Regions from separate parts of the Gossypium raimondii genome. Here region 2 is linked to region 1. Evidence: chromatin contacts called from public Hi-C data. All regions are on one chromosome and are shown on one strand. The core of a region is the stretch at or near the end of the contact, and the rest is flanking DNA. Distances in the headings are between cores, read along the strand shown.

Region 1 (5,294 bases), core at 1,263-3,762:
TCAGTCCACAAGAAGTACCATGATTAAAAACTCATTATTGTATACTTTTTACGAAAGCAATTCATTCAACTACTTTTTTCAATGACCTCGTCATGTGTGTGTTACCCTCAAATGATATCCTTGATTCCTTTGAGTTAACTTTGTTCATTCAATAAAGTTCTATTTTATCTCATTGTTACTATTGTATCTTCTTAATGATTAATATGATCACTGTCAAATGATTGTGATAAATTGCTCATTCGAGAATAAGCAACCTGTGGCCACGTTTCATATTTATCAATCCACACAATGTCAATGAGAGGATATCGTTAACTCTTTAATCGACTTATGAATTACATTGTTGCTAATAAATCCATGCCATACACAAATCATATACCCAACATACCAGCTATGAGCTCAATCATCTTTAGAGTATAAGTCTTCACTTATATCAAAGCACATGAGTTACTTACACATGGTCAGTGACTAACTCAAGATTTAGGTAAATCACACCATGAATGTCACAAGTGAATTCATAAACGAATTCAAAATTAATTCATCTTGGGTCCAGTCCAATGTATCATTCTTCCAATAAATACATCTATGTCTCTACTCGTAGAGTCAACTGCTTCGATGGTCAAGACTAGTCATCTCCCCAATTGGAATTGTAGATAACATAATAATCTTTTTAAGTATTTGAATCAAATGCTTACTTTGATTCTTTTACGGGATTACAGACTAGTTTAAATTATCTACTGAAGTAAGTTGTCTTTCTCATAATGTAAATATTCTTACAGTGTCACTTATCATCAGTTTAAACTTAGACAATCAACGAGCTAATATTTACTTGTCACAATTTCGCTATGCATGCAAAACATGAAAGATAAAAATAAAAAGACATAATAGTGAAATGTGAATTTAACTTTATTTATTTATTCATCGTTCAAATATATAGAAAAACAATTACATGTTTATTACAATATGTGCACATTTCCTAACAAATTACACAATTAATAATATTGTTATAGTGACATGAGTAAAATTACATAACTAAAACAATTACCTTACATGAATATAATTTTATTTTTTTTTAAAAATTATCTTCTCTCCGGTGTATGCCTCAATCATTTGTCTGTAGACAATGAGGGTTTCAGACTTCCCAATCCTCAAACAAGTACACCATCTGAAAAGAAAGCAAACTTGCTAGATAACATTTTCATTAAAAATAATTCTTAATCGAATTTTTAATTTTTTTTACTTATTTACAAGTGAGAAAATATATTGTTGGTGACTCAATGATGCTAGAAATAGCATCTTTGACAATGCTCAGGACTACGGCAATATTAGGCACCTTCCTATATCTTATGTATCGTGCTTTGTCACCCGACAAAGCTCAAGGTACAACGTTGCTAATACTGTTGAACCCCAACTATACGAATGAGCAATTTGAAAATTAGCCAATAGAGGCGAGTACATTAGGTGGACTTTATTATTATTTGTGTTTGGCATGAGTGCCCCTATCACCTCCATTATATACGCTCGAGCAGCGCACATATTCTCCCACTTAGAGGCACTACTCGATAAGGTTTTGATATTTTGTTTTAACCAGGAAAATCTCAAACTGGTAAACTTAGCACCACCATCACCCATCGATCGTCCAAGCAATTGATAGCAAAGCGACGCAGGTTCGATCACTTTACTTGAACCTGTGACTACAACCACCATCCAATGGGAGCTCGAGTTGCAGTGCAACATCTTCTAAGGTGATGGTGCACTCCCCACATGGCAAATGAAAATGTGTGGGTTTTCGGGCGTCATCACTCAACCAAGGCGAATATTAAGTCAACCCTCAAAACATTCTAATCAATGTCGTTATTCCAAATCTTGATGCACCTTTTCCTTTTTTTATCAACTTTTCTTCACAGACTTTTAAAAAAAAATTCAAAGCAGTGTCGCCAGTGTATCAGACAAAACCAATAAAAATATTTTTTTCATATTTTTTATCCACTATAATACCTATGAAAATATAATATTTTAAAAATACATACTAATTCTGCCACTGTGTCAAGCGACAAAAAAATATTATTTTTTAAAAATATATGATTATAACATATTGAACAAAAAGTAAACGTAATGTTGAGTCACCAAAAAATAAAATAACAAACACCTATTTTTATAATTAATTTATTTCCCACTATATTTTAGTATTTAATTAAATTTTTAGTATTATTTAAAAGAAAAAACCCAGCAAACCAAATATGGAATTTCCCGCACCAGCCACGGCAGACACAACCGCAAAAACCAAACTCAGATCATACACACAAACCCTTTCCTTTTGTTCCAACTTAAAAAGCTTAGCAAGTGGGGTCCACAATTTATTAGGTTCATTCCACTTGATGGTGGTACTTTCGTAATAAATGGGCAAAATGAGTTACCCACATGTCATTTGCTGCAGACTAACGGAGGTTGTGAGGGAAAAACAAAAGTGGAAACGTTTTCCAGGCTTTTCTTCCTTTTCTCTGCTGTTCCCTTCCGCCTCTCTTTTATCTCTCCCTTTTCACATATTAATATATAAACAATACAACAAAAGCTATATATTTGTATTATTATATTATATACACACATATCTCAACAAGTTCTCCTTTCTTTCTTTGCTCATTCAAAGACCGAGAGAGAGAGAGAGAAAGAGAGAGATATCCAAAGGCTGCTCAAGCAAAGCTCTAGCCTTGGTCTTTCGCATTTTCTGTCACCATGATCTCCTTGCATAGAAGCTGTTTTCTGGTAATTTCAAATCAACCCATTGTTACTCTCACTATTTCTTGACTACCCATTTCCTAGAATTTAATTCTAAATCGAAACTAAGAGATTAAATCTCTTTCCCTTCTTTTTCCCCTTTTTTCTTTTTGGTATTTCAAGGTCCTTTTTATACCATTAAAGATCTCAAAGGTCTGCTTTTTGTTTTCAATTTAATATTGTTACTGTCTGTTTTGAAACAGAACAACAGCGGCATTTCTGGGTCGTCAAGCCTTTTCTCTTACAAGTTGAATAAGCTGCCGCCAGCTTCGGTCAAAGCGACGGCTTTAGGTCCCAACAGCGATACAAACGCCAGCGTTCTGATTGAGAACAACAATGCATTCAAAGAAATAACACAAGATGGCACTTCTTCTGCTGCTGACGTGGACATCAATCTCACCGTTGCCGGCGGTGATCGTGAAGTCTACTATGATGACGCCGCCACAGAGGATCAGCTTGTCACCCCTTGGTCTGTCTCTGTTGCTAGGTAAGATTCTATTATTTTTCCTTTCATAATAACTATTTTTGTCTAATTTTCATTTTCTTCCTTATGAGCTTAATAGGTTTGCTTGCTATGTCATGATGGTTTGACATTTTTATACTTGTTTGTGAGATCTAATATCATTGTTTTTGTATGGTTTGTTGGACCCACTAAACTAAGCCCCTTTTTTAGTGCTGGATCTTATTTTATTGTATGGTTTATATTATAATAGTTTGTGTTTATTTATGATTTTCTTTTTGGTGCTTATGTGGTGGAATCTATGACTGTGTTTTATCTTCAATGCTAGATCTTTGCTTTGTTGCTGAAATTTTGTAATTGAGGAATTAGAAAGAAAAGAAAAGAAACTTTTTAGTGCATATTCAGCCATCTCCCTTGTCTGAGTAAAATAAATATATAGTTTTAGTAATCAATTCTTTGGGAGCTTTTATATTGTTTTCTTCTTCTTCTGTCACCACCTTTGTCTTTGTATTAGTTGTTTGGGATGAATGGAGTTTCTCTAATGCTAGAACATATGACATGTTTGATCATTAGTGCCCTAGTCTAACTCTTCTTCATCTGCTGCAGTGGGTATTCTTTGTTGCGAGATCCTCACCACAACAAAGGCCTTGCCTTCACCGAGAAAGAGAGAGATGCTCATTACTTGCGTGGTCTTCTTCCCCCAACCGTTATTTCTCAAGACCTACAGGTTTTCTACCCTGCTTCTACGTCATACCTTTGTTTGAGTTGTTCGGATTAGATTTTGTCGATTTGTGCAGTATTCTAATGAATGTTTTATCACCATTTACCAGGTGAAGAAAATGATGTATAGTATCCGAAAGTATAAAGTTCCTTTGCAGAAATACATGGCCATGATGGATTTGCAGGTTCCTTTTTCAGTCCATTTTGATTTTGCCTGTTAAGTTGTACGTCTTTTGGACATCGGTATGTGTTTGACTAACCCCATGGATTTGGAGGGCCTTTGGAGGATTATATTTACATACCGATGTCTAAGTATGTGAAGGGCATGGTACTTAAAGAAAAATGAAGAGTCGGAGTAACATGTCACACCCAATTGCATGATTTATTATACTTTAGTTCATCATATGAGTGACATGTTTTAAATTTTTTGTGTACCATTATATGTTTTAATTTTAATACCTTGATCCTAATGCTTTTCCTACTATTAATGTAAATTGATGTAATTTCTAATTTTTTTTTTCTCGCTATTCAATTGCAATATCTTTACTTTCTCTGTTGGTGTTAGCTCCAAATCTTATTCTCTTATAAATGCTTATAAAATTTGCATGCAGTATATTGTACTTAGAAAGCAATGATTCTTGGTCCTTTAATAAATTTCCATGAAAGACTAACAATTTTGAAATTGATGCCCCTTTTTTATCTCGTTTTCAGGAGACAAATGAAAGGCTGTTCTACAAACTTCTGATCGACAATGTCGAGGAGTTGCTGCCAGTTGTGTATACTCCAACTGTTGGTGAAGCTTGCCAGAAATACGGGAGCATCTTCAGGCGTCCTCAGGGTCTTTTTATCAGTTTGAAAGAAAAGTATGTTTATGACACAGATTCTTGAATTTGTGCTTTTGTTGATTCTGATATCAAGATAATGCCCTGTGTAGGGGTAACATTCATGAAGTTCTGAGAAATTGGCCTCAGAAGGATATTCAAGTCATTGTTGTCACTGATGGGGAAAGAATTTTGGGTCTAGGAGACCTCGGATGTCAGGTATAAAACAACAAGAAACAACTGCGGGTAACTCTCTCTATCTTTCTCATGTTATTTACTGGTCAATGTTACTTTGTGTGCTCAGGGAATGGGAATACCTATAGGGAAGCTTTCTTTATATACGGCACTAGGAGGGGTCTGTCCGTCTGCTGTAAGTATCCGTAATAATCTGCTATAAGGTAGTTATTACTACCCTTTTCTTTACTAGTAAGTACTGATGGCAGCTCCATTGTATATTACATATATTAAGGAGGTTACAAATCCCACAAGGCTTTAAAATTAACTATATCTTACTGTTAACC
Region 2 (5,407 bases), core at 2,295-4,794, 83 kb before region 1:
TTTTGGGACCACAAATCTAATGAGTAAATTATTATTTTATTATTATTTTAATGTTGATTGGGTATTAGTAAGGTCGTATTAAAATTTTGGTAAGAAATTTTGATGTTTACATGATTAATTAAGTTAAAAGGACTAAATCGTAAAAAGTGTAAAAGTCGAGTTCTAATAGCTAAATGATTCAAATAGCTATGAAATCTTAATTTAAAGGACTTATATGGTAGTTAGACCGTTTAATGAGTTAGTGGATATGCATGACATGGTTTTATTGAAATTTTAATGGTTTTAAAAGGTTAAATTAGTCATTCGATAATTAAAAAGAAAAACTAATTAACAAAAGATGAGAAAACATTGTCATCTTCATCTTTTCCTAATTGGAAAACATAAAAACACCATTGGAGAAAGGGGGATATTCGGCCAAGCTAACCTTGAGTGCATGGTATGTAATTTTGCCCCATTTTTAATGATTTTTATGTTTTTGAAGCTGTTTTAACTTAATCTAGCTAGCCCGAGGATTAATTTGTAAAATTGTTAAAGTTTGAAGGTTATGCGATGAATGTTCTTGAATGATTTTTTTTATGTTTAATGTTATATTATGAATCTTTGTTAATGAATAAATAAGTTTTGTAAAGTGAGTTTTGATGAAATTTGTATTTGGGGATTTATTTATAAAAATGGTAAATTTTATTTTAAATTTATGAAATAATGGTTTATTTGGGTTGAAATAAGCCCGTAATAAGTTTTGCTAGCTTGATTAGGGGCTTAAAATGTTTAGATTTCAATTTATGAGCTTAATGACTAAATTGTAAAAAGTTAAAATGCTAGGGGTAAAATAGTAATTTTGCATAAAATTGAATTATGGATTAAATTTATATTTAGAAGTACGCAATTAAATGAAACTATTGTTTTAGATCATGAACGGGTTGACGATCACGAAAAAGGAAAGATTTCAGAGTAGTTCCTATACTTTGCAATTACTACAATCTAGTCTTGTAAGTTCGTTTTATGTTTATTCTTAGTTGAATTAAATACCTTGTCAATGATTAAATCTTTAAAGTGTGTTATGGAATTATGTTTAAATGTTGAATTATATTATTATTTGGGCTTTATGCCTAACAGGCTTAGTGCCGGTGTTATTTAGGCTTTGTGCCTAGCAGACTTAGTACCAGTGTTATTCGGGCTTTGTGCCTTGCAGGCTTAGCTCTTCTGTTATTCATGTTCAGTGTCTAGCAGCCTTATTGTCTGTGTAATTAAAGTTAACATCCTTTGGAAATTATTATTTGATAGTAAATGAGTTTATTGATTGAACTTACTAAGCTCCTTTGTGCTTATTCGTTTAATTTGTTTTTGTAGGACTTTTGTAATCGTTGCTTTGATTGGATCGAATCGGAAGCTGACACTATCATCATCATCTCGATAGCCATTTTTGGTACCTATTAGTAGATGGTTAAGTGGCATGTTATAGGATAGGTCCTTGAATTATGACTTTTTAGTGAATATCTAAATGTTAAAGTTGGTATGTTTATGCTTGATGTTAACAAATAGTATTGGACTTATAATACATGGCTAGATAAGTCCTTTTGCAACACTTTTAATAGTAGATGTATAAGGTATTTTGGTGCTAAGTGAATGTTCAATTGTGTTGTGTTTATAAGCTTAGTATAGAATGTGATATGATACTTGAATTTGTAGTAGGTTTTGGCTTGTTTAAGTAAATTTTATTTGCATGTGTTTGAGGTGCCTATGAATGGCATATTGGTTGAATGTTAGAAGGATGATTTAGCATGTTTTTGGCTTGATTTTGGTCACTTTGAATAGGTCTTTTGGATGGAAAATTGTTTACTTAGGTTGCAAGTAAGCTTGAATTGGTAAACTTGTTGTTTAAGGTTCATTTTGGGTCCACACATCTTGATATGAGGGTGTGTGTCTTAGCCATGTGTGACACACGGCCGTGTGTCATATGAGAATCACTTTGTATGCAAGTCAGGCAGTTACACAGCCTAGCACAAGGCCTAGCACACGGACGTTTGGGGCTATTTTGAGAGTTACACGGCCTGGAACATAGGCGTGTGACTTGGCCATATGACCCTACTCAAAGAGCTACACGGGTGAGGATACGGGCTGGGACACGGCCGTATGTCCTTATTTCGATTGTTACAGGCCTGGCTACATAGCCGTGTGACCCTACAGTCAAATTTTTTTAACTTTTTCTTAAACTTTTCGAATGCTTCCAATTTATTCCAGAATTGTTTCAAATGTATTTCCAGGGCCTCGAGGGCTTGATTTAGGGATGATATTTATGTGAATGAATGATTTGTGTTATCTTATATCAATGTATGAAATGTACATTTTAATTTTTTTGTTTTGTATGATAATGCTCTATAACCCTATTCTAGCGACAGATACAGGTTAGGGGTATTATAATGACTGCGTTGAAGTTAAGGTAGTCAACGCAGAACCACCACGTTCCGTCCTTCTTCTTTACTAGCAGCACTAGAGAAGAAAATGTAATATTACTTTTTCGAATCAATTGGTGGTCTAACATGTGTTGAACTTGACGTTCGACTTCCCCTTTCTGAAAATAGAGATATCTGTATGGCCTGACATTAACCAATTTGCTTATAGGTTGTAGATGGATAGCATGGTCGGTTTCTCTAACAGGGGGTAAACCGTGTGGAGCAACAAAAACCATTTTGAACTCAACTAATAGATTTCTCATATCTTTTAGTTCGACTGTGCCTTTCGTCGCTGGACCCGTATCAATTTGCAAACAATAATACGCAATCACCGCCTTAGTGTCTTTCAAATGCCGTAAGGATTGCGATTATATTGATTGAGATGCCAACTCTATTTACCCTTGCCAACGATGTTACTTTTCCCCTTAACGGAATTGAAATTGGAGCGTATTAAAATCCATAGTCACCGGCCCTAAAGTGGCCATCCAAGCAACCTCTAAAACCATTTTGGTACCTTCTAATGGTAGCACATAGAAGTCTGTCATTAATTCAGTACCCTGAACTCGTAATTTTAGATTGCGCATACAACCCTCATTCTGTAACTTGTCTCTATTACCAACAAAAACCTTAAAATTTAGCGTTGCCATCACCGTTAAACCTAAATGTTTTGCTACTCGGGATTATACAAAGTTATATGTACTACTGTCATTAATCAAAATATGTACCTGACGGCCTCGAATCTCCCCCGTAGCACGAAGGGTATTAGGAGTTAAGTAGCCTACGAGGGCATTGAAGGAGACCAAATATTTTTTCGCACGGTCTTGTCAGAACCTTCTAGTTCGTTGTCATCATTGTCCATTGTCCTTGTCACCGAAATTAGGTGGTCATCCTCAAATTCATCATCCAACAGAAATAACTAAGGATCCTTACATTTATGGCCCAGAGCAAATTTAGCATCATAGTTATAACATAAACCTTTCTCTCGTCGTGCTTGAGCTTCAACAGTAGAAATCCTGCGGGGTTGCATAGGGTTGGGAGAGATTGTGTAATGGTCTGATGGAGGTGGGCGTCTGGATTGTGCTTTAGGCCTAGTAGGAAACGTGGTAGGTGTTGGTAATAGAGGCGGTAGTTTCAGACTTGGTACCCGACCCAATATTTTTGTCTTTCGTTGAATTTGGTTTCATGAAAGTGGGCCAAAGCAAGTACTTCATTCATAGAATTGGATCGATAGCCCAAGACCTCAGTTTTGATATTCAAACGGAGCCCAGACATAAAACATTGTGTAAGGAATTCATCAGATAGGTTGGTTGTGTGCAAGACAAGGTTTTCAAAACGTGTTTGATAATCTTCCACTATCGTTGTTTGGATAAGCTTAGAAATTTTCCCTTCTGGAAATTCGATTTCCATCACTGCAAATGACCGTTGAATCGCTTCGACCAAATGGTGCCAACCCGCTAGTTGACTTTGTCGCTACATCCAAAGAAACCATTTCTTGGCAGTTCTGTCCATTTTGAAGGATGCCATGGTTACCCGATGGTGGTCCTCAGTGCCGTAAAACTCAAAAAAGTTGTTCATGGATGCTAGCCACTCTTCTGGGTCCCTCCCGTTAAATAGGGATAACTCCACTTGAACCGGTGTTGGTAAGAAGGGAAATACAACGTTGGATTCAGCTCTCATATTTGTCTTCCCCCAGTTAACCACGATTTCCCCTGTACCTTCAATATTGCAAGAAGTGGTTGTCGTAGCTCCCAACTGTGTAGAAATCACCGTTAACTAGTGAACTACATCCTGAAGGGTTCGCTGAGTGGTCGCATTCCATTGCTTCTGATCCTCCGCTTAAGATTGGAGAGAGACCAAAATTTAATTGTGAAGGGCACTCGTCTCCTGCAAAATTTTTATGGATTCGATGTTATTCACCATATTGTCCAATCTCAATGAAAGCACCAAAATATTATGTGTCAATAACCATAAAAAGATAATATAGGAATAAATAGGAGAATAGACTATAGGTTAAGAAGTTGGGAAAATATCCAAGGAATACAAATAAATTTTATGTTTTACATACTCTATTATTTATATTCTTAATCCTTAGGATCCTTTGAAGTAGACAAAATTGGTTAAGGCCTTGGGTGCCTTGCTCTTTCTCAAGCTTCTGCGTAACTCTCGATTGTTGGTGTCTGTTTCTTGATTGCCAACTCCTCCTATGGTTACGTCCTCATTCCCTGCTTTTGCTATCTCAGCTCTTTCCTTGAAAACTTCTAATTCATATGAATTTGTATACTTAGAAAAGAAATCTACGTTGAAAGTTCATTGATTTTGTCTTCTAATTGCATGTTTAGTTACAATTTGCATTACTGACTAACAGAGTGAAAATTGTGAAATGGACCATGTAGTTGGGAAACTTCCTAAGTCTACTAAACCTTACCCAGAGATTAATCCACTACCACAAAATGTTATTTAATTTACATCGCTTACCAAGTTACAATTTCACTCTAAAATATTAACTAGACCACTCTATCACTAAAACTTTTCCCTTGAAAATATAGTTACAAAGTGAATACTTAAATAAACAAGGTACATGCGTGCATGGCATAGTTTGCTAATGTAGATACTTATGCGGATAATTTCTTTTAACGACACATAGGATTCTAGAAGTATAAGTTACCAAAAAAAAAAATAGAGGGGGTCAATCAAATTTCTGTAACCTGTAATATAACTTGAATGAAATAAATAGAATTTGGAACTCCATGTAATAGCCAAATGGTTAAGGGTGTTCACTGCCCCAAGTGTGGCCTGGTTTCGAGTCATGAAAAAGAAAATAATAAAATCGAAATCATAGTAAAAAAATGAAATTATAAATTATTAAATTATTAATAAATTCTAAATATATTAAATAGAAATATTAATTTAAATAAAATAATAAAATAATAAATTATATTATAATATTATAATAA

Evidence for each region. A called contact is a pair of places that touch in the nucleus more often than the background predicts.
Region 2: a contact with region 1 is called in a Hi-C map of leaf, with 2.0 times the contacts expected there. The contact joins the enhancer-like site here to the promoter of LOC105788019 in region 1. A contact is called at or near these places in 2 of 2 Hi-C or Micro-C datasets (both in leaf).

The regions. Positions count from the first base shown.
Region 1 is chr2:11,078,656-11,083,949 of ASM2569854v1, reverse strand. LOC105788019 (NADP-dependent malic enzyme) reads left to right here and starts at 2,512. Exons shown (of 20, transcript XM_012614689.2): 1 at 2,512-2,760; 2 at 2,976-3,259; 3 at 3,839-3,959; 4 at 4,063-4,137; 5 at 4,664-4,815; 6 at 4,887-4,992; 7 at 5,078-5,143. The coding sequence starts at 2,731.
Region 2 is chr2:11,162,803-11,168,209 of ASM2569854v1, reverse strand. No RefSeq gene overlaps it. Among protein-coding and RNA genes, the nearest start is that of LOC128035602, 7.0 kb to the left of the region's middle. Within about 2 kb of position 3,544, the one cell type or tissue checked has open chromatin away from gene starts, as enhancers often do. A contact at or near this core is called in leaf, where this site is marked.